Linked DNA regions of Bicyclus anynana: region 2 is linked to region 1. Evidence: chromatin contacts called from public Hi-C data. All regions are on one chromosome and are shown on one strand. The core of a region is the stretch at or near the end of the contact, and the rest is flanking DNA. Distances in the headings are between cores, read along the strand shown.

Region 1 (7,522 bases), core at 2,822-5,321:
GAAAGGCCCTTAGAGAGTCGTCCCGCCATTCTACTCTGCTTCTGGCTTCGGGCCCCACCAGGCTGTGCTTCTGCGCTCCCCTCAGTAACACCGCTGAGGTCCCATGAAGGAGCCTACAGCACTTACACTATCAGGAATAAGAAATTTTATCAGTAAATGCTTTTAATAAGTATATGCGATAAAGTAGGTCTGGCGACCACAGGCTCTCCTTGTATCAGTTGATTGCTTTGCCTCGACCGTTTATATAACCGCTGCCGACACGTTCGTAAACACAGCCATGACTGCTCTGTAAACACACCCATCCAGACCAGAGAAATACCAGAGATAAAAGATACCAGTGTATGAACAAACGGAACCTATTACACACACTTATATGTATGTATTTAGTAGATGCCGCTTGTTAAATAGTGTAAAATTCTACCATTTTTTTCTATGATATTCAAAATTAATTAAAATCATCAAAAAAAAAACCCATCATAAAGAAAAAAAGCACGACATTTTATGCAGCGTACGATTTATGAATATCGATGTTTTCACAATCTCTCTAAGTATAAATATAAAGTAGACTTTTTTGAATTTAAATAGTATTTTAGTGTACTTGACTCAATTTTCGATTTTGAAATGAAATAAACTATTAAATAATGTGTGTTTTACATTGTAATGTTAATTAATTTATTCAATTTCAAATCAAAATACATTACCTATCGTTTTACCGAGAAAGTCATTTTCTACATTTTAAAAATAAATTTTGTATTTCAGTCACAAAAAACACAAATTCTGACATATTAACATTATTCAATTGTGCAAGTACTTAAATGGTGTTAATAAATCTTTTTCTTATAATGAGTATTTAACTCAATAAATAAGTCATTGTCATTTTCGCCAAAATAGTTTGTAATTATGTTGAGATGCAAAAATTGGAATAGCTATTAAATTGGGCACATGCCTAATGGATTTATAATGATGCAATTGTAAAGTGTAAAAACTGCTTCAACAACTGCTAAACAACAACTCTTTTTAACAGATGTTCAAGTATCAAGTATTTTTTCCGACGACATGTTGCAACAACTGATGCTAAGTGACAATACATTTACAAAGTGGGATGAAAAAAATGTTAGCAAAAAAGCAAAGCAAGAAAAATTGAGCCAATTTAGAAACTATACTATTTTTAAACAAAAAGCAAAGGCAAAGTATCTCGTATATGGCATTTTATAAAAACCGTTATTTGTTTCCGCTGTTAGTGGTACTCCTGTTTTTTTTTTCAACACAACCAAAACTGTAGTTGTTCAAAACACTATTCTATAGGTTTCACTCGATTGTTAATCGATTATATCAAAAAGAGTATTAAATTGATCATTCAAGTTATCGACTAATATCATGTTCTATTAAATGACGATTGATCGTAATCATTGCACATCCATTACACTATTTATCAAATTCTCCCTATTGTCATCATATTTAACTTTTTTTATTTTGACGTCAATGCTTGACTTGAAACTAATAAATAATAATCAGAAAGTTTTTAATTTTTATATTACTTCAGGCGTTTTTCATATTATAAGTACCTAAGTCGTCGTCATCAACCCATATTCGGCTCACTGCTGAGCTCGAGTCTCCTCTCAGAATGAGAGGGGTAAGGCCAATAGTCCACCACGCTGGCCCAATGCGGATTGGCAGACTTCACACACGCAGAGAATTAAGATAATTCTCTGGTATGCAGGTTTCCTCACGATGTTTTCCTTCACCGATTAAGACACGTGATATTTAATTTCTTAAAATGCACAACAACTGACAAGTTGGAGGTGCATGCCCCGGACCGGATTCGAACCCACACCCTCCGAAATCGGAGGCAGAGGTCATATCCACTGGGCTATCACGACTCTCTCTCCTAAGTACAGTACCTACCATGCATTACCATACTACCTGCATTGTCAAAGGCAGTCTTAATGTTATATCTTCTTAATTATTGAGCATCATTTAATATGTACATTAATTCTATAATTATTTGTATACCATATACTTGAGTAGGTTTTTAAAACAGATGAAGCACTGTCGTTATATTTTTTTCTATCGCTCTGTTTCAGTTTATCAAATTATAGGTTTAACCGTTATGTGGTGGTTTGTTATTATTTTTAGACTCTTTCAACAGAGATAGTCCCTCTTAAGTAGAATAAAAAAGATATGATTCTTCTTTTTATTCTGGAACATTAAAAATCCCGTCATTGACGAATATAAATCGCTGAGATGCGTTGACGTAGGATCGTTTAAATGATTTATTATTTCAAAACCCTGCTTTGTATTACAAACTAGTTTTACCTATTTTTTTTGGAAATCACATGCAAAGGTGAGCAAAAAGTTTTCTCACGAAATCTTAAAACAATAGTCATTTTACACATTGCTTGTTATACAAACCGCTGGAGCTTGGTAAATTAATTTTAATAGATTTAATTTAAAATTCGAATACACATTAAAATTTAATGAATCATTTAATTCTGAATAAGTCATTCGAAATCTTTACAAAAGTATAAAAGAACTGGTATAAGTAATTGGCTTCGCACGTGTGAACTTTGCGTCAGACGCCTAATGTAATATTGATATCGCCCATGACTTCAATTACGTAGATCAAAGTATATTTCTACTTTAGTTTCTACTGTGTGCGATATATAAGATTCAAAGTTAGATATCTGATTAATTAAGCTACCCATGTGAAAGGCAGTCGCTTTATATTCAAATCCCTTTATAATCGATCCTAATAATTGGTTTTTCAAAATTAGGTATCTCACATCTAGACAGGCAGATTAATAATGAACAAGAAATTTTTAGAAGATGTCTACAACTTGATCAGGTTTAGTTTTTGTTATTACTGATTCTATACTTAATTTAACATTGTGGAGTTAATGTCTTTTAAATTACATGCCAGTAACATGCACAACATTCTAACAGTTTCATTTAGTACAGTCAGTTTAGAGGAAAATAGCATAACATTATTACTATTAGTTAGTTTAACTATTAAAAATCACAAATATTGCAACTTTACAGTTATTAGGAATATCGATAATATCGATTTATTACTTTCGCGAAATAAAGAGGTTTCTGTTGAATATCTGCCGACATTGACGGTATCCTCTAGACGGTTCTCAAGGGTAACATCTTATAATGGCTAAACTACCTGTGTTTTTTATCCCACATTCGAGTCAAAGCCCCGAAGGCATACTTGTGTTAGGAACGGACTAAGGGCAATGCACCTTCCCGGTCTCCCTTACCCTGTAGCCCTACTTTACCTTTTTAAGTAGAAAGCATTAAACACACACCTCCTTGTTTATACCCCATGCTTACGAGCTCGATAGAAAGAGATGCAATATTTGTGACTATTGCGTTTACTTTATCCATAGAACCAGCTGTGTTAAATGTATACGCGGCTTTGCGTTTGTATTTTATGGACTTTGAACTCGGCTGATGGTGAAATGTCTCCCTCAGATTTGTTACTATCAGTGGAATCAATACGGGTCTGTTATCAGTTGCTGCAAAAACTATGCCAGTATAGGAGGCGTGTTCACTGTTTACTTATGGCTACATAATGGCTACATTTTCTAGGAAGCTCTAATCTCTTGCGTAGATAAAGTGCAATAATTTTTTGATCGATACTTTTGTTTTATCTAGTACTATACCAATGCACTTATTTCTAATATCAACGTGTTTATCTAGTATTTATGTCATGTTTGGTAACTATCTATCTAGTTTATAAGATAAACCTTCAACGCAAGAATAATACAGATACTGGATATTGGTGTTAACGTTCCGATTTCACTCACAGTCGTCATTAAACTAGATTTGGAAATCTGGGTATAAGAAAAACGTCAGAATTAAATTTATAGCTCGGGCAGCAGGGATATACCAAGCCGGTTAGTCCGTTTGGTGCGTCATTATCGTGACGATTCGACATGAGAGCGGCAATGGTATCGCAATCATTGTAGTTTTTCATGGAAAACGACCACATCGTCGGCCCCTCTCCTCCCACCCCCCGCCGCACTAGCGCCGCGTCAGACGCGAGCATATAAAAGCCATCCGCGCCCCTCCACTTCAACTCAGACGCATGGAGTACTCCGTAGAGGTCGTTTGGCACGAGCGAGCGCTTTGCTAGGCACCTGCCGGCCAATCTTCACGATAACATTCTAGTCACCCGCTGGCGCAGCTGAAGCTCGCATAACGCGGTCTACCGCGCGTTCCTATACGAGCAGTGATATGTGCAATAGCTCTACTTACAAAATAATTGTGATAATTTATTTTAATTAGTTATTAGTTATACGCGTTTAGACCGCAATACGGCTGTGAGTGAAATTGTGAATTGGATATGTTGTGACTGCCCGACTGGAACTATTTACCTGTGATCCAACCCAGTGTGTTTAGTTGTTCTTGCGTCGAAGGACCCTTTACAACCATGGTCGGAAACAACGGCACTATGATGGCGATTCGCATCGTCCACAGCAAGCTGCGCAAGCGCGAGGAGCACTCGGCTTCGGTGCACCCGGCCGAGGCAGTGCTCCAGGCAGCGCCGCAGCCACCGCCCGAGCCTCTTGCCTTCCGTCAGCAGCCCTTGTGGCAGTTCCCACCGCCGCTGCCCCCGCCTTACGTCTATTCTCACGATCAGGTTCGTACAGTCCATTATGAACTAAATTAAGAAAATTCAAAATCAAGTCTAGACGCTACAAAAAAATAATAAATGTTGGCAGTAGTGTACCATATTAATAGAAAACGTTACAATCCCGCCACAGCTGATAGTCTTGACCTGAATATGATTCTCATAACATGTGCAATATTGTGGCATTAATTCGTTCTGTAGCCAAAACATTGTTAGTAGGTATTAAGGAAAGTGAGCATTATGAAAAGAAACGCGACGCTTAAAGTGCAGTCCCCTCCACATTGGAGAGAGTTGGCTTAAGTGACGATATCTAAGCGCAAAATAAATTTAAATGTCGGAACACGCTCACTGAGTAGAAAGCTGTGCAAGGCGAACATGTTGTAACCGTTCGACCTTCTTTCTTAAACGAACAAAGGAGGCTAATGCAGTGTTGAGCTCTTAAAATTGCAGTCTCGTAAATGTTTTAACCTTAATATCACGGTCTAGTTAATGCTTCCAGAGGTTTACGTAAACAATTCATTGCACGTGTTTAACCTATGTTTATTAAACGTTTGAGTATGAGTATGGCCACCTATATCGTGACTGTACCAGGAAGTAAAGAATGCTAATGTGCCTACTGCCTTTGAATTCAAGGCTCGTCTTATATTTGTAGCTTCAATGCTCAATACATAATGTCTTCCTAGACTTTTGTAGACAGTAGGTAGCGTTGTTGCTTCTGGTATAGCTACAGGGCCCGTTGTCATTGTTGCCTCCTTAGAACCTCTATAGAAATATTAAACAAAAGATAATATTATAATGCCAAGCGAGTACGTTAAGAGAAACGACAGTTACAAAAGTTCCCGCGTCGTTGTTAGTAATAATATTTAACGTTCGACGAACGACCTTCTTTCAACGTTTGGATAGCAACCGAGGCTTAAAATAACTTAAGAGCATTGTGTAACTGGAAGTCAGTTACGAAGCAGTGCAAATGCACTTATTTTGAATACAACCAGCATTGAGGACGATAACGGAATTTTTTTACGGGTCTTATTTCAATAGGTGTGAATGGCATTTTCAAAGAACGTACAATGCATTTAGGTGGCTTATAAAGATGTTCCAAAAACTGTCTTTACAAGAACGAAATCAACTAACTGTTAATTTTTATTGTTTACAGGACAATATGTTGCAGCCCCTAGGCAATGAGCGAGCGAGCTTTCGCAGCTTACGAAAGAACATTGGCGGTCGTTGGAAGCGACTCGTCAATAAGAAGCCAGAGCAAGAAGTGTACACAATCCCGCCTGAGCTCAAACCTCAACTCAAGCAAATATATGTGTACTAACCACCTTCTGTTTACGACGATAACGGCATGAGAAGCAGGAATCTTCTTTGCTTAGTTAATATAGACTTAAACCGAGAGATTCACGGTTGTAATTTAAAAATCATATCTTATTTTTAAAAACCATATCTGTATTCGAATATCAAAAAGCATCTATGTACATTATGTCGTCTATATCTTTCAGCATATCTTTCGACCAATTAACTTTTATGACCAATATTTAAACTTTCATTCAATACTTTGTGATTTTAAGCCTAGATGTATTAATAAGTATTAGAACACTGAAGTTTGATTGCTGTTCCGTTATTGATATTTGAATGTTGAGTGATAGTCAAATGAATTAGTTTAATTATTAATTTAAAGTTACGAATGGAATTAGGAAAATGCGGTCGCGCATACTAGTGACGAAAATCCAATAATTATGATAGAAGCTGATGCCTTGTAACTATGTAATTTTAAATGATTAGGGCATTTTGTAGTTCATTAACTTATTGTAGACGATGATCGTATCTTTAGATGTAGGTACATCGATCAAATAGTATCATGAAGCTATACTTATGTAAGCTATCCTATCGACTTGTGGAAACGATTGTGGAACCTCATTAATGGATGCAGTATTTTTATATGAAGCATTTGAGTTGCGAGTGAGACTGATATATTGTTCAAATTAATAAGACGTAACTTGTAACGTAACACAAAATAATAACTGATTTCGTTCAATGTATCCCATCTTTGACTTGTTTTCTGAGAATTATGAATGACCTAGTTGTAAAGTTACGTTACTTGCATGCTTTGATAGTGTAATTTTCTGGTTTTCGCCCGGTCTTTTCCTACTGTGATAGTAAATGATATATAAATTATGATTGATGAGAAAATGTTGAGTATAAATTCGCTTTGACCTGTCAATTAACAGTAGGACGGACCGACGGTCGAGAATTGTGATAGCTCATATTGAGCCAGATATTCTGATGAATTAAGTTTGTAGATGTAGGTACAATAAACTCAGCCATGGTAATATATTTTCGTTAAAAATCTATCTGTTGCGAAGGATACAATGTTATATAAAGTGTATTTTAACAGTGTGCAGTTACTTTAATCTATCATTGACATAGAGAAAAATAAATTCCATCAGGATGTTATTACCTTGTTTTCTTACTACCTGTAATAAACCTTTACCTACAAAACGATAGATAACGCAACTGTGTTAGTAAGTATCGGAAGAACATATTAATACAATTTACTTATTTGGGACAAACTTTACATAGAGGTTATTGAACCTAAGAGAGTTGCTAGTAATTAATTGGCATAATAAATCATATTTGTCAGCAAAATGAGCATCGTTCAGCTAAAGCTACTGCCCAAGAGGTGTATGAGGTTAAAATTGTTGTGAGAACTTCCGCCTGAAAGAAACAATGTTTCAACTCCTCGCATGGTGTATAAGTAGTACAAAAGTTAAGTTTACTAGTGTGTTTATAGAAGCAATCTATCAATAGGAAGTGAAGTCAGTGAACAAACTCTTGCAAAATCTATTACATAATTAGGTTTCAATAAGTCAGTAGTAGGTAACT
Region 2 (7,522 bases), core at 2,091-4,590, 97 kb before region 1:
CATTTCTACATTAACACTAAAGATGTGGTTACGATGAAAACACAAATGCAAATATTGACCCACTTCTCTCATCACCGATACATTCGCCTCTAACTTTTACACCGGACACAAAACCTGTGACCTTTTCGGTGATAGCCAATAAAAATTAGGTACGTTCTCTATAGGTGTTATTTAAGCGGATTTTGCAATCAAATACGTGTGTGCACCTACATACGTATTACACAATATTATTATGCGACAATGTTAAAATAAAATACCTATTTCTTGAATATATTAATGTTCCAGCCCCTGTAGCCAAGTGGCATGTCGATTCTCTTTCTATGATCGCAAACGCTTCGAAAACTAGAAAAATGTTTTTTTTTTTATTTTGTTTTTTTATTCTTTACAAGTTAGCCCATGACCACAATCTCACCTGATGGTAAGTGATGATGCAGTCTAAGATGGAAACGGGCTAACTTGTTAGGAGGCGGATGAAAATCCACACCCCTTTCTGTTTCTACACGGCATCGTACCGGAACGCTAAATCGCTTGGCGGTACGTCTTTGCCGGTAGGGTGGTAACTAGCCACGGCCGAAGCCTCCCACCAGCCAGACCTGGACAAATTAAGAAAATTTCAATCTGCCCAGCCGGGGATCGAACCCAGGACTTCCGTTTTGTAACTAGAAAAATGTATGGGAATGCAGATCTTGATCATATGACCTGTCGATAGCAAATGTCATTCCCATACGTTTTTCTAGTTTTCGAAGCGTTAGCGATCGTAGAAAGAGAATCGACGTGCCACTTGGTTAGGGGGCAGGTCTTGCTACTAGTATCACTTCGTTGTAATAATAGCAGAATATCAGAAAAATAGATGTTTTTAAAATAAATTATATTTTTTATTGAATTATAACCATCACAATCATCGTTAACAACTCATATTCGGTTTACTGCTGAGCACGAGTCTCCACTCAGAATAAGAGAGGTTCCTAGTTAGGCTAAGAGTCCACCACGCTGGCCCAATGCGGAATTATCAAATTAAAATATCACGTGTCTCTCTAACGGCGATGGAAAAACATTGTGAGGAAAGTTTTCTTCAGTAAGTAATCGTGTTCGGTACTTCGCCATATTTAACAAGCTTTGTAGGTACATCTGAGAATTTTCTTAATTCTCTTCGTAGTCTACGTATGTGAAGTCTGAAGCCAGCCTATAGTGGATTCTTAGCCTAAACTCTCTCATTCTGAAAGGAGACTCGTGCTCGAAGCCGAATATGGCTTCTTAATGATGATGAATGATCTCCTCCGTCCAATCATTAGGAGCCCCCGCTCACTTACAACTTTTAGTTGGCCGACTTAGTCGGCCGATTATAGAACAGGTATATCGATGTATGACAGCCCGCCAACTAAATCACGCACCATTAAAAAGTCGTCCAACTATCGGCCAACAAAAAAATGTCAATGAGCGGCCACCCTAATAAAAAGCATTTTGAGGTTCCTCATTAATCGACTAAAGTATTCTTATCTTATTTGTCAGCAATAGATCAGATGAACCGGTCTACAGCCTCATTGGCTGACAGATGCCGTGTCACCAGTTGTCACGCTCCGCTGGCTCGGCCTTCATCCGCGGTCATGACGGAATTGACCATTACATAATGAATAAACAGAATCACGCGTTATTATTGAATCTAGAAACTATAGAACTTTATCAACCTGCATAAGTGCCGACACATTCTCATGAAACACTTGCGAAGGCCCGCGTCTCCATTTGCGTTAAATTCTGTTTTTTACAAATCCCGCAGAACTGCGAAGTTTTACTAGTAACGAAATAAACGAGCAAAGTTACTTAAGATGACAAAACCATTTTCTTACAAGTAGATACTGGTCATACCTAGTAATCTTTTCCCATAACTATCCACCTTAAGTAGGTATTCATTTATTTATACCTACCCAAAGTTAAACTGACCGTAACATGCAAGATGATGGGCAGGTCACGCTTGAGGGGCTTACAATTCCTTACACCATGAAAATAAATGATTTGCCAGTAATAAACTTTTATTAATAGTTGTAGGGTAATTATGTAACTCAGTGTAGGTACCATTCAACTAATAAGTCAATAGGTACATCGTTTTTCATCGTATTTTCGTAATTGTTATAATCTAACACAGTTATTTCAACGAAATTATTTTGACTACGTCATTTTACATCAAATGGCAGCGATGTTTTTGTTTTAACGATTATCTAACATGGTTATTTCAACGAAAATACGTAAATAACAGTTTTTCGTTGAAATAATCTTACTAATTGCTACTGCCACTTAAATAATACTGTCACTTTACGTAAAATGAAGATACTTATGTCGTTTAGTTGAAAATACGATGTTAGATTATTGCTTATACGAAAATATGATGAAAAACTATGTAGTGACTGATTACTAGAATGGTACACCGAGTTACATAATAACCCTGCAGATGTGGATCCACATGGCGATTGTAATCTGGTTAAAGCTGAAAAGGAAATGATTTTTTTTTTTTCAAGTAGAAAGTCTTTTGAAACACTAAGTTAGACAATTTGTAAAGACTACCACCAAATAGGAAGGCAGTTTCTATGGAGTTTCTCTTTTAAAATCATCATTCTGACATTGTTTAATGTTATTGCATGAAAAAATTAATTAGATTTTTTGTGTAAAGTGGAAAGAAATACCTTAAGGCATAAATAAGACCCGTATTTTGAATTCCTTATTATATTATGATTATGTATTTAAAAACCCAGCAACGGAAAGGATGGTGTTTTTTTTATAAAAATAGACAGCGTCTGATTGTTATATTTTGTGCATAGGCCTTACGGTTTTGCCCTTGTAGACCGCGTTCCCGTGAAAATACGGGGATAAAATATATAGCCTATGATACTCATAAATAACGTGGCTTTTGACATTGTAGGTTACTATTATAAATAAAGATTATGATACTTAGAGAGGTAAAATTAAACCTTACAGTTACAATTTAAAATACGTAAACCAGTTTTCCATACACACTTACACCATTAAAAAATAAATATTTTCTTTGTTACAGCAATGTCGGCCGATGGGTCGACGACAGATATTCACGGTTTACTCAACGATACTGGTAAGCAATAAGTATTTATTTAAAACTGTAATTAAATAATCTTTTCTAGTTTTATTGCTAAAAACTATGCTAAAAATAAAATAAGTACTAAAATAAGCGCCATCTAGTATTAAATACTAACAATAATACAACAATATAAAGCGCCATCTATTTGACACCTGATGAACTACGTTATCAACGCCATCTGTGCAAAACACAGTAAACTACGTTATAAAGGATTCAGCGCCACAATAACTCACCTTTTCCTCGTTCGTCGTCGTTTATGGAATGAATACTAGGTGTCGCTATTTTATATAGTTATATCTTAAATACTAGTTCATAGATGGCGCTAATAGGTATTTTTCCAAAAGTATAACATTAACAGCTTTTTTCTCTTTGATCATTCATGGATGTAAAAAGTTTGAAAGTATTTATTTATGATTTTAATCCAATACAAGGGTTCAACTTTCGAGGTATCTGGCTGCCTTAACACTGCCGTCGATTGATCCAAGCTTATTCCGTTACAATTTTGAATATAGGTATAATGGTGTACCTACGTAAGTCCTTACGTTTATAGGTATAATTATCACGTAACCTGAGCTGAGTACGTATTCAGGTGTGCAATCGTACATAAATCAGATGCTGTTAATTAATGACGTCCTAAATTTGCAATTCGATTTCTATGGTGGTTCGTCATCATAACGGATAATATTGAGTAAGATCCCAGAGCGATGTAGAAAGATTTTTTGTTATTTTTATTTTTTACTTTTATTATTTTTTCCCTTGGCTACAATTTCACCTGATGGTAAGTGATGATGCAATCTAAGATGAAAGCGGCCTAACCTGTTAAGGAGGATGAAAATGCACGCTAGATCGCTTGACGGTACATCTTTGCCGGTAGGGTGGTAACTAGCCACGGCCGAAGCCTCCCATCAGCCAGAACGCAGCCCAGCCGGGGATTAAACCCAGGACCTCCGTCTTGTAAGTCCATAGCGCATACCACTGCGCCTCGGAGGCCGTCTTATTAAAAGAAAATACTGCAAAATAAACAAAACGATAAGGTTGTCGCCCTATGCCTACCTACCCACGCAAGGCTTTTTAATTAAAATTTATTTCGATATTTTTTTGCAATCTAGACTGTAAAAATGTGCATTAAAACGTGTCAGGTGTAAACAAGTAAATACCTAACTATAATACCTGCAATTTACTCTCATGGCGTTTCCTTAACAATTATACGTCTATCCTTATAAAAATTATTATATAAACACTCAAATAGTAGGTTCTCGTAGTTGTAAAATGATTTTATTTTGGTTAAGTGTAAACTGTAAACAGATTTTAATATTACGGAAATACCTAAGCATGCCGTGTCTACTCAAAGAGTGTACAGAGTGTGTGCTTGTGTTTGTATTTTCTGGACCAAATAAATAAATAAATAAAACAATATAAATGTAGATTGATAATAATGGGTACCTAATACCTATTAAAAAAACAGAAAACATATGTACAAGTAGGTACTTGGTATAGGTACTTGTACATATTATGTTTTCTGTGGTATAGGTACTTGTACATAATATGTTTTCTGTGGTATAGGTACTTGTACATATTATGTTTTCTGTGGTGTAGGACCTACTCATCTACGAGTACGTGTATTTGTTTTGTTTCCTAAAGCTGGCAACTTTTTACTATTAGATAGTACAGCTACCTGGCAACAAGTTTTCTCGTCAGGGGTTGCCTGGTAGAGATTACTTTTAGTAATAAGGCCGCCTATGCATGCTAAGTTTAATTTATCTTTTTAATTTATAATTGTATTTTTGTGTGCAATAAAGTATTTCTTCTTCTACTTTTTACTATTAGATAGTACAGCTACCTATCTGGTAGAATGGTTGGCAATCTTATCTTAGCATTTGCATCTTTTAGTTTATGTCCAGCGGACGGGGATCGAACCATGACCTCTCGGTGATGGACGAACGAAATGATGATTTAACTATAAGTTCTCTAAGGCTCTAAATACAAAGCCACCATAATTGGTTTATCGTACGTACCGTACCGTACTTACCAGAGACGTGCACAGAGTTTTTAACTAAAGTATGCACTATGATGCACAGAGCCATTATAGCCCAGTTGATATGAGCTCTGCCTCCGTTTCCGGAGGGTGTGGGTTCGAATCCGGTCTGGGACATGCACCACCAACTTTCAGTTATGTGCATTTTAACAAATTAAATATCACGTGTCTCAAATGGTGAAGGAAAAACATCATGAGGAAACCTGCATACCAGAGAATTTTCTTAATTCTCTGCGTGCGTGAGTCTGCCAATCCGCATTGGGCCAGCGTGGTGGACATTTAACGGGCGGGGATCGAACCACGACCCCTCGATAATGAGTTCGACCCCTTTACCGTTGAGATATTGAGGCTTCATTGATTAACCCTTTTTTATTCTCTCACCTGATGGTAAGTGATCATGCAATCTAAGACGGAAGCGGGCATACTTGTGAGGAGGAGGATCCTTTTTTTCAACACGACATCGTACCGGAACGATACATCGCTTGGCGGCTTTGCCGGTAGGGTAGGCTAGCCATGGCCGAAGCCTCCCTCCAGCCAGGGATTGAACGAAGGACCTACGTCTTTTAATCCACCGCGCATACCACTGCGCCACGGAAGCCTTCCTAAAACAGAAATTACTATAGGTACAATGTAAACCCATTACTTGAGACGTTTTTATATGACATCATTCGGTTTTTACGTCAGATTTTTGGTACTGGCGTAGGTAATACCTGCACTTCCAGTTTTTTTTATTACTACCACCCATTAGCATATTACGAGTCAGTTATATATTAAAGAGTCTAATCTTTAATATTATGACTTACCTACTAAAAACATTTACATAGGTTTTACCGTAAGTGTGTCATCATTATCAACCCATATTCGGCTCACAGCCGAGCTCGAGTCTCCTCTCAGAATGAGAGGGATTAGGCAGACTTCACACACGCAGAGAATCAAGAAAATTCTCTTGTATGCAGGTTTCCTCTCAATGTTTTCCTTCACCGTTTGATACACGTGATATTTAATTTCTGAAAATGCACACAACTGAAAAGTTAGAGGTGAATGCCCCGGAACGGATTCGAACCCACACCTTCCGGAATCAGAGGCAGAGGTCATATCTATCACGTATCTATGTGTAACCGTAAGGGTGAAGTATTGTGCAATTCCTGTTTCTCTTGTACCTAATGTTTGTTTAGGTTTTTTACCTTTTTTTATAGAATCACACAAATACAGCGGCACCATGGCATTTTCAGGGATGAAAAGTAGCCTAGAAATTGCTCAGTTTGCAATTTGAATCCTGTATCTTTCGTCGAAAGTCGATTCAGCCGTTACAGATAATAGGCTGGTCAAACAAAAAAAAAATAAAAAAGTTAGTTTGTGTGGTGTAAATAAGTATTTGAGAAAACATATTATATACTTATTTTAAAATAACGATTAAATTTTATTTACCTGTTACGCTTAGGCATTCGCAAGAAAAACCCAAATTCCTGGAATTCTAAGATTGAATCCCTTTTTTATAGTGTCGGTAACGGGTTGAAAGTACCTTACCACAGGAGTTTTACAATTTATATTGCAACAGTGATCGCTTACATGAAAATTGATCTTTTTCCCTTATAAGGTTTCGAATTCTTCGCCCGACCACAATATTACGATCCTACCACATAATTTTATACCCCTTATTTGTTTACTGTAGGGTTGATACGTGTAACTAAGGATTGAAAAAAGAAAAAATGGAATGTAAAATAATTAAGTACCTACCAGCGGATGTATGGATGTATCCATGTGTGGATGTATGAGGAACCAGAGTTTGTATCAAGCGCTATGAATTTCCTTTCTTTGGGACGGCTTACTGTCGTCAAAACTATATTCTTCGCCACTGGTTCCTACGATCACTTTTGTTGCTTTTAGGTACGTTCCTTTTTCTACTAATCCATTAATTACGGGACATCCTGTATTTTAAATTAATTATCAAAATTGTAAACCAACACTGAAATCTGAATACCATATCAAACCTATGTCACAAGGGTGAGATGATATTCAGATTTTGATAAAATTTAAAAATTACTATTTGGCATGTTTGAAGATTGTTTTGATAAATTATTTTCTAAAAGACCGTTAATATTTTGCGTATAATTTTTTCATTGTCTTTCAATTTTAGAATCACCTATTTTTTTCTTAATGTATCTTCTATACATATATGTATGCAATTGTTATAGAATGAAAAAAAACATTGAAAACAAACCATGGAATTATTTTACCAATTGATCCTAATATTTTATAATTGGTTATAATTCTATTTAATACCTCATTTCTGAGAAAATGGAGGCTTTGACACGCGATAACGTGTAGGTACCTATTAAGGTACCAAATAGTGTCAAATTAGAGGTCACTTCATTCAAAAATCC

Evidence for each region. A called contact is a pair of places that touch in the nucleus more often than the background predicts.
Region 2: a Hi-C map of whole larva shows a contact between it and region 1, with 5 times the contacts expected there. The contact joins two enhancer-like sites. A contact is called at or near these places in 2 of 2 Hi-C or Micro-C datasets (whole body and whole larva).

The regions. Positions count from the first base shown.
Region 1 is chr12:7,081,925-7,089,446 of ilBicAnyn1.1, reverse strand. It overlaps LOC112042839, which reads left to right. Exons shown (of 6, transcript XM_024078008.2): 5 at 4,486-4,648; 6 at 5,793-7,093. The coding sequence ends at 5,957. Among protein-coding and RNA genes, the nearest start is that of LOC112047940, 55 kb to the right of the region's middle. Within about 2 kb of position 4,071, at least 8 of the 8 cell types and tissues checked have open chromatin away from gene starts, as enhancers often do.
Region 2 is chr12:7,177,914-7,185,435 of ilBicAnyn1.1, reverse strand. It overlaps LOC112042839, which reads left to right. Exons shown (of 6, transcript XM_024078008.2): 2 at 3,044-3,097. Among protein-coding and RNA genes, the nearest start is that of LOC112042839, 120 kb to the left of the region's middle. Within about 2 kb of position 3,340, at least 8 of the 8 cell types and tissues checked have open chromatin away from gene starts, as enhancers often do.